Linked DNA regions of Sus scrofa: region 1 is linked to region 2. The links are chromatin contacts, called in public Hi-C maps. All regions are on one chromosome and are shown on one strand. The core of a region is the stretch at or near the end of the contact, and the rest is flanking DNA. Distances in the headings are between cores, read along the strand shown.

What was found. A called contact is a pair of places that touch in the nucleus more often than the background predicts.
Region 1: a Hi-C map of embryonic fibroblasts shows a contact between it and region 2, with 3 times the contacts expected there. The contact joins the promoter of ZNF827 here to the promoter of LOC100523624 in region 2. A contact is called at or near these places in 4 of 47 Hi-C or Micro-C datasets (embryonic fibroblasts, fetal heart ventricle and fetal skeletal muscle) and 2 of 2 datasets of contacts at active chromatin or transcription factors (alveolar macrophages and skeletal muscle).

Annotation. Positions count from the first base shown.
Region 1 is chr8:82,594,612-82,600,479 of Sscrofa11.1, reverse strand. It overlaps ZNF827 (zinc finger protein 827), which reads right to left and starts at 3,920. Exons shown (of 13, transcript XM_021101536.1): 1 at 3,312-3,920. The coding sequence starts at 3,354.
Region 2 is chr8:82,861,717-82,868,000 of Sscrofa11.1, reverse strand. LOC100523624 reads left to right here and starts at 3,172. Exons shown (of 13, transcript XR_002346751.1): 1 at 3,172-3,194. It overlaps LOC102165892 (a long non-coding RNA gene), which reads right to left and starts at 3,034. Exons shown (of 8, transcript XR_002346753.1): 1 at 2,440-3,034; 2 at 1,179-1,443; 3 at 315-350.

The DNA.
Region 1 (5,868 bases), core at 2,671-5,170, 270 kb after region 2:
TTTCCCATTTCATCCCCTCTTCGACCCTTCCCACCAGAAAACCACACGCATCACTTTCTTTGATGGCAAAATATTGTCTGCCCATATAACTTCTTAAAGACTCGGCATGGCTTCTATTAGGGCAATCTTAATTCTCAACTCACTATATTTTAACTGATATGGAATGGTTCTCTGGGGAAAGAAAAACTCTGGCCCCATACACAAATAAACAAACATAGAACTTAGCATCAAAACTGGAATTTAGGACTACAATTATATTCTACATTAAATACAAATTAACACTAATTTTACTGAAGTCCACACTACTGCAAGTTCCTTCAAGACTCATTCAGCACTTGGCAAGTCTTGGGTTACTGTGTCTGAATTGCAACATACACCATTTGCCCAGAAATTGCTCTTAGCTCAAATGCAAATTGCTTACAAAACATGTGTAAACCAAGCACACATCCACAAAAATCCATTCAAAGCAAAGGTAAGTGGAAAAGCATTGCAAATTAGGCTTCTCTTTTAAAACTGGAGGGACTTTTACGGTGTTCCCAAAAGGTAATTGCTTCTTACTTCAGTGAAAAAAGTGGCTTTATGTGACTAAAATAAAGAGTTGATTTTTTTTTTTTTAAACTGAGTGGGATAACAGTATTCAATTAGAGAACAGGGTAGGAGAGCCCATTCTCAAAATATAACTTAATCACCAGGCCCCAGCACACTGGAAAGGCCCACCAAACACACGAGCTAAAATGGAGCCTGAATTTCCTCTCAGACAGAGAGGGTAGTCGCACGAGGTCAGGGTCAAGGTCACCAGCAGGGCAGGCTGCAGCTGCCCGGCTGCACTACACACAACGGGAGGGAAGGCGTTCCGTCTCCGTCACAACCAAACAGATAAATCCCTTCTCTCCTACCCTCCCCTTTAACCCCGCCAACATTTTTTTTTTTTTTTTAGAAGAAAGGAAAATGACCAAATAACCTCGCCGCCCTGGTTTTCGCACACAAGCTCATCAGCTCCCAAAGTTGCCATCTAAGGGCAAGTTCGCAGAGAACACTGAAGCCCATTTTGTCGGAGCAGGGCAAGCCTCCTCCGACCCCCTCCCCGCCCCAGGATTCCTGCCTCCTCTCCCGGCCCCCGCACGCCCCCGAAAAGAGCTGGGAACTGCGGCCGGCCGGCCATGTGCACGCACACACTTCCACCAACTGCTGCGACTTTTCTGTGAATCGCAGCGCCGAGCCTCCCAACTCGCCCTCCCCGACTCCGCCGCCTTCTCTTTCCTCGCACAAAATTTCCCTGCACACGCAGCCGCCTGCGAATGATTTTCTGTGCATATATATTACATATGTGATATTATCCTCAGAACCTCTAGCGGGCAGGCGAAGAAAGGACTGCACAGGGGCATTTTTTTTTTTTTTAAAGGAAGGGGAAAAAAAGCATAACCCAAGCCCTGTGCGTCGACTCCTGCGTACCGGGAAGGGGAAAGAAAGAGGAATGTTTGTGGAGCGGGCTGCCTGCAAGTGCCCTTGCTCGCCACTTTGGCCGCGGCCCGGGTGACACCGAGGCGCGGGGGCGCCCGGCCAGAGTCACCCGCGCCCCCTGCCCGTCTCCCGGGCAGGCACCGCCGCGGAGATTCGCGAGGGGGAGATCGATAGCGCTGCCCGTCTGCAGCGGAAACACACAAGCTCACACACAACCCGAGCCCGAGACACCATAACCTTAACCCTTCCCCCACCCTCCGTGAACTTCAGGTGACCGACCACGTCGGCCTGACACCCCGGCGGGCGGGCGGGCGTTTCGGCTCCGCTCCCGCCCCCAGCCCGGGTTTTGCAGGATCGGGATACGAGCCGCGCCAAACCGCCGGGAGAGGGGAGCAGTGCGGGGGGAGAGAAGAGAAATTGACCCTCCGTCTCCCCCGACCGCTCCCTCCCGCGCCTCCGGCGTCCCCTCCTCCCCGTCACCCCGCCCCACGCCTTCTCCCCTGCCCCCTCCTCCCTGCATTCAAGGAGCCGGGCGGCCCCGGGGGATATTTTTAGTTGCTTCTTTCTCCTTCACTTTTAGCTTTAGCAGCATCTCGGAGCACGCTAAGCGGAGAAAGATTTGGGGTGGGGGGGGAGCTGGAGAGGGAGTGGGGGAAAAGTTAAGAGTCTCGCAAAGAAAAGCCGGAGGGAGGGCGTAGAGGGACCGGGGGCGCGGGTGGAGGAGGGGAAGGGGACCGGGCCGTGCCGGCGGGTGTGTGTCTCCAGTTGGTGTGTGTGGCTGCAGCCGGGGAGGGCTGTGATGCACTTTAGTCCTGGACTCTGCTCAGGCTCTCCGGGGAGGGGGGTCTGAGAGCCCGAGTCTCGCCCGGCTCCGTCTGCTCCGACTGACCCCGCATTTTATTGCGGCCAGGAGCCCTGCTCCTCCCTCCCCACGGCTCTGCAGGGACCTCGCGCGCCGCGAGCCGCCCTGCCTCCTGCCTCCGCCTCGGCGCAGCTCCCGCACCCCACATCCGCCCGCCGCTGCCCGGCCTCGCCCCCCGCCCGGCCACCCCGCGCCCCGGCGCGCCCCCTCGCCCCGGCGCCGCGGGAGCAGCCGCCCGGCGGCGCGTGTGTACCCGTGTGTTTGTGTGCGGTGCCCCCACACCCTCCCAGCCGCTCCCGCCTCGCCCGCCCCCGACTCCCCTCCTCCGCCGCCGCCTCCTCCACCTCCGCCTCCTCCTGCTCCTGCCGCCGCCGCTGCCGCTGGCGGCTCCGGGGCCGACCAACCCCGGCGCAACCTTTAGCCGGAGACGGACCTCTCCCTGGATCCTGTACCCGGCAGGCGGCCGCGCGCCCTCGCCCCGAAACCCCCAAACGCCATGTCACGGCCCCCAGCCCTCCGCGCGCCCCGACCCCCGCACCCTCAGGCACCGCGATCCTCAAGGAATTTTTTTTTTTTTTAAAGATTCCAACCTCTCCCACCTCCCCTCCACCCCCGATTAAAAAAAAAAAAAAAAAAAACCGGCATCCACGCTACTCCCCTCCTCCCTTCTCTGGCCCCCTCCCCCCAGCAACCCGGAGTGAGGAGGGGGAGGGAAAGGGAAAAAAAGCCCGATCTCAAGGAAAAAAAGAGGGGGGGGAGAGAAAGAAAGAAAAAGAGAGAGAGAATAGAAAGGGCACCGGGCTGATCATCACCAACATGGCTGCCTCAGCATAGACCTAAACGAGGAGTAACCCGGGCTGTGTCTTTGTCAGTTTCACCTCTGTAACCCTAAACTAATGCAGAAAACAACGGAGGAGGCTGCGGAGGGGAAAGAGGAGAGGGAGGGCGAGAAAATGGCACGAGAGGAGGTGGAGAAGGGATGACTTACGTGAGGGAAGGCGCTTGGGCTGCTCCTGCTTCCTCCTGGGCATTTTCCCCCTTTTCTCACATTCTCCTCCTCGGTTAATGTGAGATCAAATAAACCCCCGTGGGGGCAGAGAGGCAGACACTGGCAGGAGCGGGGAGGTAGTTGGGGGGGCGGGCGGGCGGGCAGGGGGAAACCCCTTCTCTCCGGTGTGTGCAATGGGTTGAAGCTTGTTTCCTGGAGCCAGAAGAGGGGTTTTCTTCTTTTCTTTCCTTTCTTTTTTTCCTTTTTTTTTTTTTTTTTTAATTTTTGGTCGTGCACCTGGCTTGTCCCCGAGCGTAATATTCTTCAATGGAAACGGATCTAATAGGTGTGAGTGTGTGTGTGTGTCCTATGCTCGCGTGTGTGATGGGAGGTATAAATAAATGAGTGCCGGTGCGGCGGTGTCTATGGCCGCGCTGTGTCTCCGAGCCCCTAACACTAATGTCGGGATCAAAGGGCAGCGGCGGCGGCAGCACAGCTCACAGCTCGCTCTCTCGCTCGCTCGCTCTCTTTCTCGCTCTCTCCTCTCTCGCGCTCTCTCTCTCTCTGTCACACACACACTCACACACACACACACACAGAGGCACAGACTGAAGGAAAGAGCGAGAGCTAGACACACACACACACACACACACACACACACACACAGAGCAAAGAGGAAGGTGCCCTAAGGCTCCCAGGGCGGACTCAGCCCGGGATTTGCAACCGCTCTGGCTGGAAAGAATGGGGGGCGCGCGTGCGGGGGTGGGATGGAGTTCTTCGAATTTATCCCGCTATTCGCCAAATCTAGGGGGGGAAAAGTTTGTCCCACTCTTTAAACAACGATTAGTTCATTATTCTTACTGATTTTTTTTTTAAGAAGGAAATAGGTTTTGTCTCTTAACTTTCTTTTGTTTATTAGACTACATTTTGTTCTGTATAAAATCCTTCAGGCTTTTTGTCACAAAAGAATTACTCTCTCTCCCCATCACCTTAAGTCTGTGGAGGTGACAGTCTTCCACGCACTCTCCAAAAACACTGCAATCAAAATAACAAAAAGAAAAAGATAACATATGGTGAGATCAATAACTAGGTTGATGGAATAAGTGCCCAGTTTTGGAGTGTCCGGTGGAGTTAAAACTGGAAAATGCTGCCTAAATGAAAATTATAGCTCCTTGACAAAGGGGGAAAAATAAGATTAGGTCACTCCTGATGGCTGATTTAACTGCTACACGATGCTCTATGGTGCACACAGCAATCTTGACTTCTGAAATTTACTTTTTTTCCCTGCTCTAATACAGGTATGTGAAGCTTACCCTGAAGCAATTCCAGTTTGCATTATGAGCTCAATATAGCGGTTTTCATTAACTGATACATACTTTCATTACTTTACAAATCACACATCTTTCTTCAAAGAGAGACATAAAGGGGAAAAATAGAAAAGGACGGGTCTCACTCCAGCACAAAAGGTACTTGGTGAAAGAGGACTGTTCTCTTTGTGACTTGCAGTCATTTGGATAAAAGTTCACTCAGAGGTTGTTAATGATTTAAACTCCAAAACTTGCTACTATAATTGAAGTAAAAAAAAAAAAAAAAGTCTGCAGAAGAGTTGTTTCATAAAACTCTCTTTGTAAGAGGAAACTTTGAACTTAGCAGAATACATTATATGTCATGAGTCAGATGTAGCTAAAAAATAAAAAGGTGCATTATTTAACTACATTTTCCCTTTTAAGCTTTTTAAAACCTCTGACTCATCATCTTATTATGTTAAATATTTTCTTACAAATTTTAAAATAGACTTTTTCATCAAAGAAGGTGGAGGCACGGCCAAGATACAGAACATTAAAATGACACTCCATGCGCTTGCATGGATAGCTAATGCCTCTTTGAGGTTCTGACTGAATTCTCACAACTGAAGTGGTGTTCAAGACAGTCATGGGGGTTAAACCCCTACACCCTTTCAAAAATAACAATAAGCTTTCATTCCTCACATTTTTATTAGGGAAGCTTAAAGAGTGTTGTATCTCCCAAAAGATTTTTTTCATTGATAATGAAACCTCAGGACCCCCACTGCCAAATCCCTTGAAAGATCTAGCCTCCCAGTAACAAGTAACATCTGAAGCAGGTTTGGAAACACCTGCTTAGATTCAATCTAAAACCAAACAGAGAGTGGTCAAGTTTGAAAGCATCTTGCTTAAACCAACTCTTCCTTGAATATTGGCTGGAGTAAACTGGTAGTTAAGGTTTCCCGAGTTACCATTGGAAATAGAGCTACCTTTCAACTCAGATGGAACGCAACTTATGCCATGATTTTTGACGACTCTCAGTAGCATTGGACTTGAAATTAGCACATGAATGACATATCAGAGCCCATCATTCTCAATAGACTCATTGGCCTGGGTGTGAGGAGTTTTAAATCTAACCCGGGGTAAATGGAATGATCCCAACACTTCACCACTGCTCCCTCAGAGCCTTTGGCTGGGATATGGACGACAACAACATGACACACCACCACCTTTTCCTGAATTGCTGATTCTCTGCAATGCTTAGTACACTATAA
Region 2 (6,284 bases), core at 1,923-4,422:
GCAGGCATAAAGAAACATTCAAAAAATGATTGACAGATTCCAAGAATGCATTTATGTTAAAATTCTAATGCAGAATATAGAGCAGGGGAAATAGTATACATTAACATTAATTTGGTTGTCAAATGGACCTCAGTGTACAGGTTCAATATTATAATTTTAAGAATGAGATCATTTCTCAAATGATTTCCTATAGTTCTTAAATATGGTACACTATTTTTCAAGGTCAGATTATAAGAAAACTATGTACATAAATGAATTCTGCATTTTCTTATAAACATAACCAATACATTTTTTTAAAGATAGTTGTTACCTACCTTTTCCCCAACTTCTTAATCCTGAATATTTCAAACCTACAGAAAATTTGAAAGAACCATAATTAACACAGCACCATATTTCCTCCCAGCAGACACTTTTTCTTTTGGCCTGGACTATCTGAAAGTAGTCTGCAAATATCATGACCTCACCCTAAATATTTTAGCATGCATCTCCTAAGAACCAAAGCTTTCATTTTTTTTTTTTTTTTTTTTTTTTTTTTTGTCTTTTTGCCATTTTCTTGGGCTGATCCTGCGGCATATGGAGGTTCCCAGGCTAGGGGTCTAATCAGAGCTGTAGACACCGGCCTACGCCAGAGCCACAGCAACAGAGGATCCAAGCCACATCTACGACCTACACCACAGCTCACGGCAATGCCGGATCCTTAACCCACCGAGCAAGGCCAGGGATCGAACCCACAACCTCATGGTTCTTAGTCAGATTCGTTAACCACTGAGCCACGACGGGAACTCCATTTTTTTTTTTTCTTTTTAAGGGCCACACACCTGGCATATGAAAGTTCCCAGGCTAGGGGTTGACTTGGAGATGCAGCTGCTGGCCTACACCACAGCCACAGCAATGCCAGGTCCAAGCCTTGTCTGCGATCTACACCACAGCTCATGTCAACACTGGATCTATAGCCTGCTGAGCAAGACCAGAGATCAAACCAGAGTCCTCATGGATACTAGTCAGGTTCATGACTGCTGACCACAACAGGAACTCCAAAAACATTCTTCTAATAATTATAATACTATAGAAATATAAGTCAATTTAACTATTATGCTTCCATAAGTATATGCTTCCACATTTTCCCAATTGTCCAAAAAATGTCCTGTAAAAAATCCATAATTCTAATTCATGATTACCATTAATGATGATCAGTCCTTCTGTCTTTTGTTGTTTGCCTTTCATGATACTGACATTCCTGAAAAGTCCATGAAAATCACATCCTGAATTTATCTGAGTGTTTCTTCACAGATTCAGGCCAAACATTTTGGCAAGAATGCTATACCGGTGTACTTCCAATAATTTGTGTTTTCCTCAGTATTGATGCTGTAAATTTTTTCCACGAAGCAGCTATTAACATTTTGCAGAGGCCTGATGTTTCAGAGAACACAGTTTAGGGAATGCCTGAATAAGGAAAAAAAAAAAGTGAAATGCACTAAAATGTTTATAAAGAGTTTGTAGGGTGAAAAGCAGGATTAAAAATCATTTCTAGGAGTTCCTGTTGTGGCTCAGCAGTAAAGAACCTGACCAGTATCCATGAAGATGCAAGTTCGATCCCTGGCCTTGCTCAGTGGGTTAAGGATCCAGCATTGCTGTGAGCTGTGGTGTAGGTCACAGACTAGGCTCAAATCCCACATTGCTATGGTAATGGCATAGGCCAGCAGCTGCAGCTCAGATTCCACCCCTAGCCTGGGAACTTCCATATGCTGCAGGTGCAGCCTTAAAGGTTAAAAAGGGAAAACAAAAATTGTTTTTAAATTACAAACTTCATTTCCATAAGTAATAAAAATTGAACTTTCCTAAAATTTGACACCAAAAAACCCCACAGAAACATTGTACAGATGAGTAGCCCCAGGTTAAAAAAAGGAAGTAACATCTCCCAAATTCTATCTTTATTGCATTTACTGTGTTCAGGAGCTGTTATTCGAAACCAGGTCTGACTGCTCCATGCATTCATTCCACTAGACCCTCTTTTTATTTTCTACAAGTGATTTTTCTTGGGTCTACAACTACTCTGAGATAAAAGTAGTGGTCTTTTAGTCCAAACAATAAAGATGTTAAGGAAGACTAATTCACTTTTTATTGCTCTATATTCAATAAGTGTCAACTCGTATCAAATAAGGTCTAACCCCTCCCAAATGTATGCAATTACGCAAATCACATATGAAGACTGAGGTCTTGGCTCCAGATAGTAATTATAATATTAGCATAATATTATACTAGCATATATTTTTATTCTCCGTAATTTGATCCTTGCTATTGCCTAGTGATGCTGTCTTTATTACATTACAGCAAAGATTTGGGAGACATCGGTTTTTCCTAAAAGTCCTAGAACTCAATTAAATTCAGGTGATAATAATTATTACAGGATCTAACAGGGTTTCCAAAAAAATGAGTTACCATTCTGGTCGCAAATCTTAAGCATGTTGGTTTTCACCTTCTTCCCCCTTTGCGACTTTGCGATGGCTGTGAGCATGGGTCCTGGCTCCGGGTACAGGTTAGGAAATATTAATCAATACGAATGGGTAACTTTCAAGAGAAAAAACTGCTAGTCTTTCAACCGTGAAAGACTACGCCAAGCTTTAAAAACTTGAGTTACATTTAAGCTGAACGTTGAGCATTTACTCCAACAGGTTGGTAACTGCTTTGCGAAGTCTGAGTCCCCTTATTTCTCCAGCTTGTCAAACATACCATGCCTCGCCCTCCACCTCAGACCTAAGCTTACTGGAAGATGAGGGAGAGGCCGGCGTTCACGGACCGCCGCAGGCTGCAAGGGCCTGGCTGCGATCAGGCTCCACCTCCCGGGCTTCGCCAAGCATGAGAACGGACCCTACCCTCGAAAAAGCTACCCGTGAAGACCGTAAACTGTTCTGCCTCGCTCACTTTTCCGCTACGAGGCAGCCGGTCGACTTCCCCACCACCGCAGCCCCGGAAGTCTTCATGTTCAAGAGCCCGCGCCACACGCCCAAAGCCCTCGGCCACGTCCACCGGGACAGACGCCACGCCCCGTACCTCGGCGCTCCGCCCCCAGCCGCTCCCCGGGGTCCACGCGCCAGCAGTGAGCTCGGCGCCTGCGCACCGGCGAGGGCGGGGGCGGGGCGAACAGGTCCGGCGGAAGGGGCGGGGCGGGGCCGCACTTCCGCGGCCTCGAGAGGGTGAGTTACAGGGAAGTCTTAGTGCGGCGTCACGAGTCAAGGCCGGGTTCCCGCCACGGGCCGCCGGCCGGGGGGCCATCTCGGCGTCCGGGGCGCCCCCTGCAGGATTTGGGGCGGGGGAAGGAGGAGGAGACTATTGAGGTGGATGATGGGGGTTTGGGCAGGATGTGGACGAGCAGGCCGTCGGCAAACTGGGTTCAAAGGGAAGGTTGGTTTTGTTTTCTCCTTAAAAAGGAAATTCTCTAAACAGCGTTTGAGAGTATTTTATCACTTGGGGCAGGTTTGTGTGTTTTCCCTTGTGTCACATTAAGGCAGTTTTGGTAAGGTGGCTGGTACTTTGCCGCTGCCAAGCTTGGCGAATGGTGAACCAGAGGCTGGGTCGGAAAAAGGCAGCGATAGTCATGTGTAGCCACTACCAAAGAGTGAAATTAAAACTCTTTTTTTTTTTTTTTTTTAATGGAATCAAATCCGGGATATAAAAGTAGAGTTCAAACTCCAAGTCACAAACAGCATCTATGTTCTGTCAAATACTGTGCCAGGCGTGGGCTTGGTCTCTTCTAGCAAACGTACTGGATTCAAATAATTTGCCTTTCTCATTAAAACATGAAAGACAACCTCAGCCAAAATAGCATGTAAAATTTCTTATTACCTTGAGAGTTGTGTCCTAATACATATTCTTTGGAAAATAAACACTACTATAGCTTTTCCAAGTTTGTAGAAAGTCAAAGGTTTCTTGAAAACCTGTGCAGATTCCCAATTGTTTTGAAGTGTACAGTGTCCAGAATATTCTTTCATGTAGTAACGTTTTGTATTCAAGGTAATAAGAAAAAAGGTCAGGACGGTTCAGTTGTTTTAAACACTGTAGTCTGTGAGGAAGGACAAAAAAAACTTGAAAAGTTACATGTAACTAAGAAATGTAAGTTAGAGTTTGAGGTATTTTAAGACGCCTAAAAGCCTACATTTGGTGTGGAAGGTGCTGGTAAGTGGTTGAGACTTTGCCCCTCAGCTGATTGTTGTGGTGTAGGAATGTGGCGCTCTCATACACAGATCACATTTTGTCCAGCACAGCCCCCAAATCTGTGTTTTTTGTGACTTGACTTTTTTTTTTTTTTTTTTTTTTTTTTGTCTTCTTGCCTTTTCTAGGGCCACTCCTGTAGCATATGGAAGTTCCCAGGCTAGGGGTCTAATCGGAGCTGTAGCCGCCAGCCTACACCAGAGCCACAGCAACGCGGGACCCGAGCTGCGTCTGCGACCTACACCACAGCTCAAGGCAACGCCGGATCCCTAACCCACTGAGCAAGGGCAGGGATAGAACCCGCAACCCTCATGGTTCCTAGTTGGATTCGTCAACCACTGCGCCATGACGGGAACTCCCTTTTCTTGATTTTTAATGTTACTGGCAACCAATTTAGTTTTGCACTCGCACACCCTCTGTGGGCCAGGAACAACCAGATTATGACCTCTGCAGATTATCACCTGAGTACTCAAAAATAATTTGGATTAAAAAGAGGAAAACCTAGAAACCATGATAGTCAGGAAGGGATTTAAGAAAACAGTGGGTTGAACCTGGGTTGAATAGGAGAGGGGTCATGGTGAGGAAGGATGTAGCAGGCGAGTAAAATTTCAATTGGGAAAGTAAGCAGCAGGTTTGGAAGATGGTAAGATACTGAGTAAACCCTAGGAGAGGTCTGAGAAGTGCAGTAAGTAGAAGAAGACTGGTTTGAGAAACCCTTCAATACCACACAGGACTTTATCCTCAGGCAGTGGTTCTCAAACTTGAGCATATATCACCATCAGCTGGCAGACTTGACCCTGCCTCCAGAGTTTCTGGTTCAGGAGGTATGGAGCATGAGAATCTCCCTTTCTTATCAGTTCTCAGTTGATGGAGCTGCTGCCAGTCTGGGGACCACATTTTGAGAACCCCTGTCCTAGGCTGTAGGGAAGTTTTGGAGGGATTCTACTTGGGTTAGTAAGGAGATCCCATTAACAGTTCAGTATGAGTCTGCTGTGAAGTCGAAGATGGAGGACTGGAGAGGGGAGGAGAGAAAGAGAAAAGAAGGTTCCTTACAGTTGATTAGCTCCTGCTTGATGCCAGGCCCTCTCCTGAATACTATTTCATTTGTACTTACTATGACCCTGAGGTGTAGGTCTTCATATTTTCATATGGTGAGTAGTAGAAATTGCCCAGGTCCCATAGCTAGTCTCAGAGCCCCTTAGTTAGACTTTTTCAGATTTGAACTCGGCTAGTAGCAGCGGAAATGAATCAAGACATTGATGGGTAATGGAATTGTGAAAAATCGAGACTTCCCCCAAAGATTGAAACCTAAAAGTATACTTTGGGAAATCTTAAGTCTTAACCTGGAAAGTGATAAGAGGTAAAGTGGACAGAGAACTTTAGAATATTCCCCGAATGAATTCAGAATGTGTTCTTTATTACTCTTATATAACAATGACCTATTTAAAAGTTTCTTGTTTAAAAAATCATTCTTCTCTACCAAAGTTTGCTGAAATTATTTGAAAAGGAGAAAGTAAAGCCTTCTGTTGGGTGGAGGGAGATGGTAAACATTGATGGCGTCTGACAGTTTTATCTTCACATCAGAAGTGATTAGCACTGAGAAATGAAAACACGTGGTGTTACACTGTTTTGCCTGTTGTGAACCTCGCTGTGCCTCAGACACTGACCTAATGTATTGATTTTGGAAATCCTGCACGCTTTTACTTGCCAGAGTAGTTATTGAATGGAGAATATTCATTGGGTCAATTTCAAGACAAATATCTCAGGTTAGACTGGCTGCTGCTGAGATTTTTAATGAAGGAAAACATCCATATGTTGAAATTAGACTTTAAGAAGGAAGTTCTAAAACTATATTTGTACTGTAAAATCTAGAAAAATGTACGTTTTCAAACAAGGGTCAACTGAGTAATCAATAATGGAGTTATTGACCCATACAAAATTATACATTCACTCATTCTGTGATGAACAAACTGCTGTGGGTACAACAGTAGCTCAGTCTAGGCAAGGCTGACATCTTAAAAAGTGGTCATAGGAGTTCCCATCGCGGCTCAGCGGTTAACAAATCTGACTAGCAT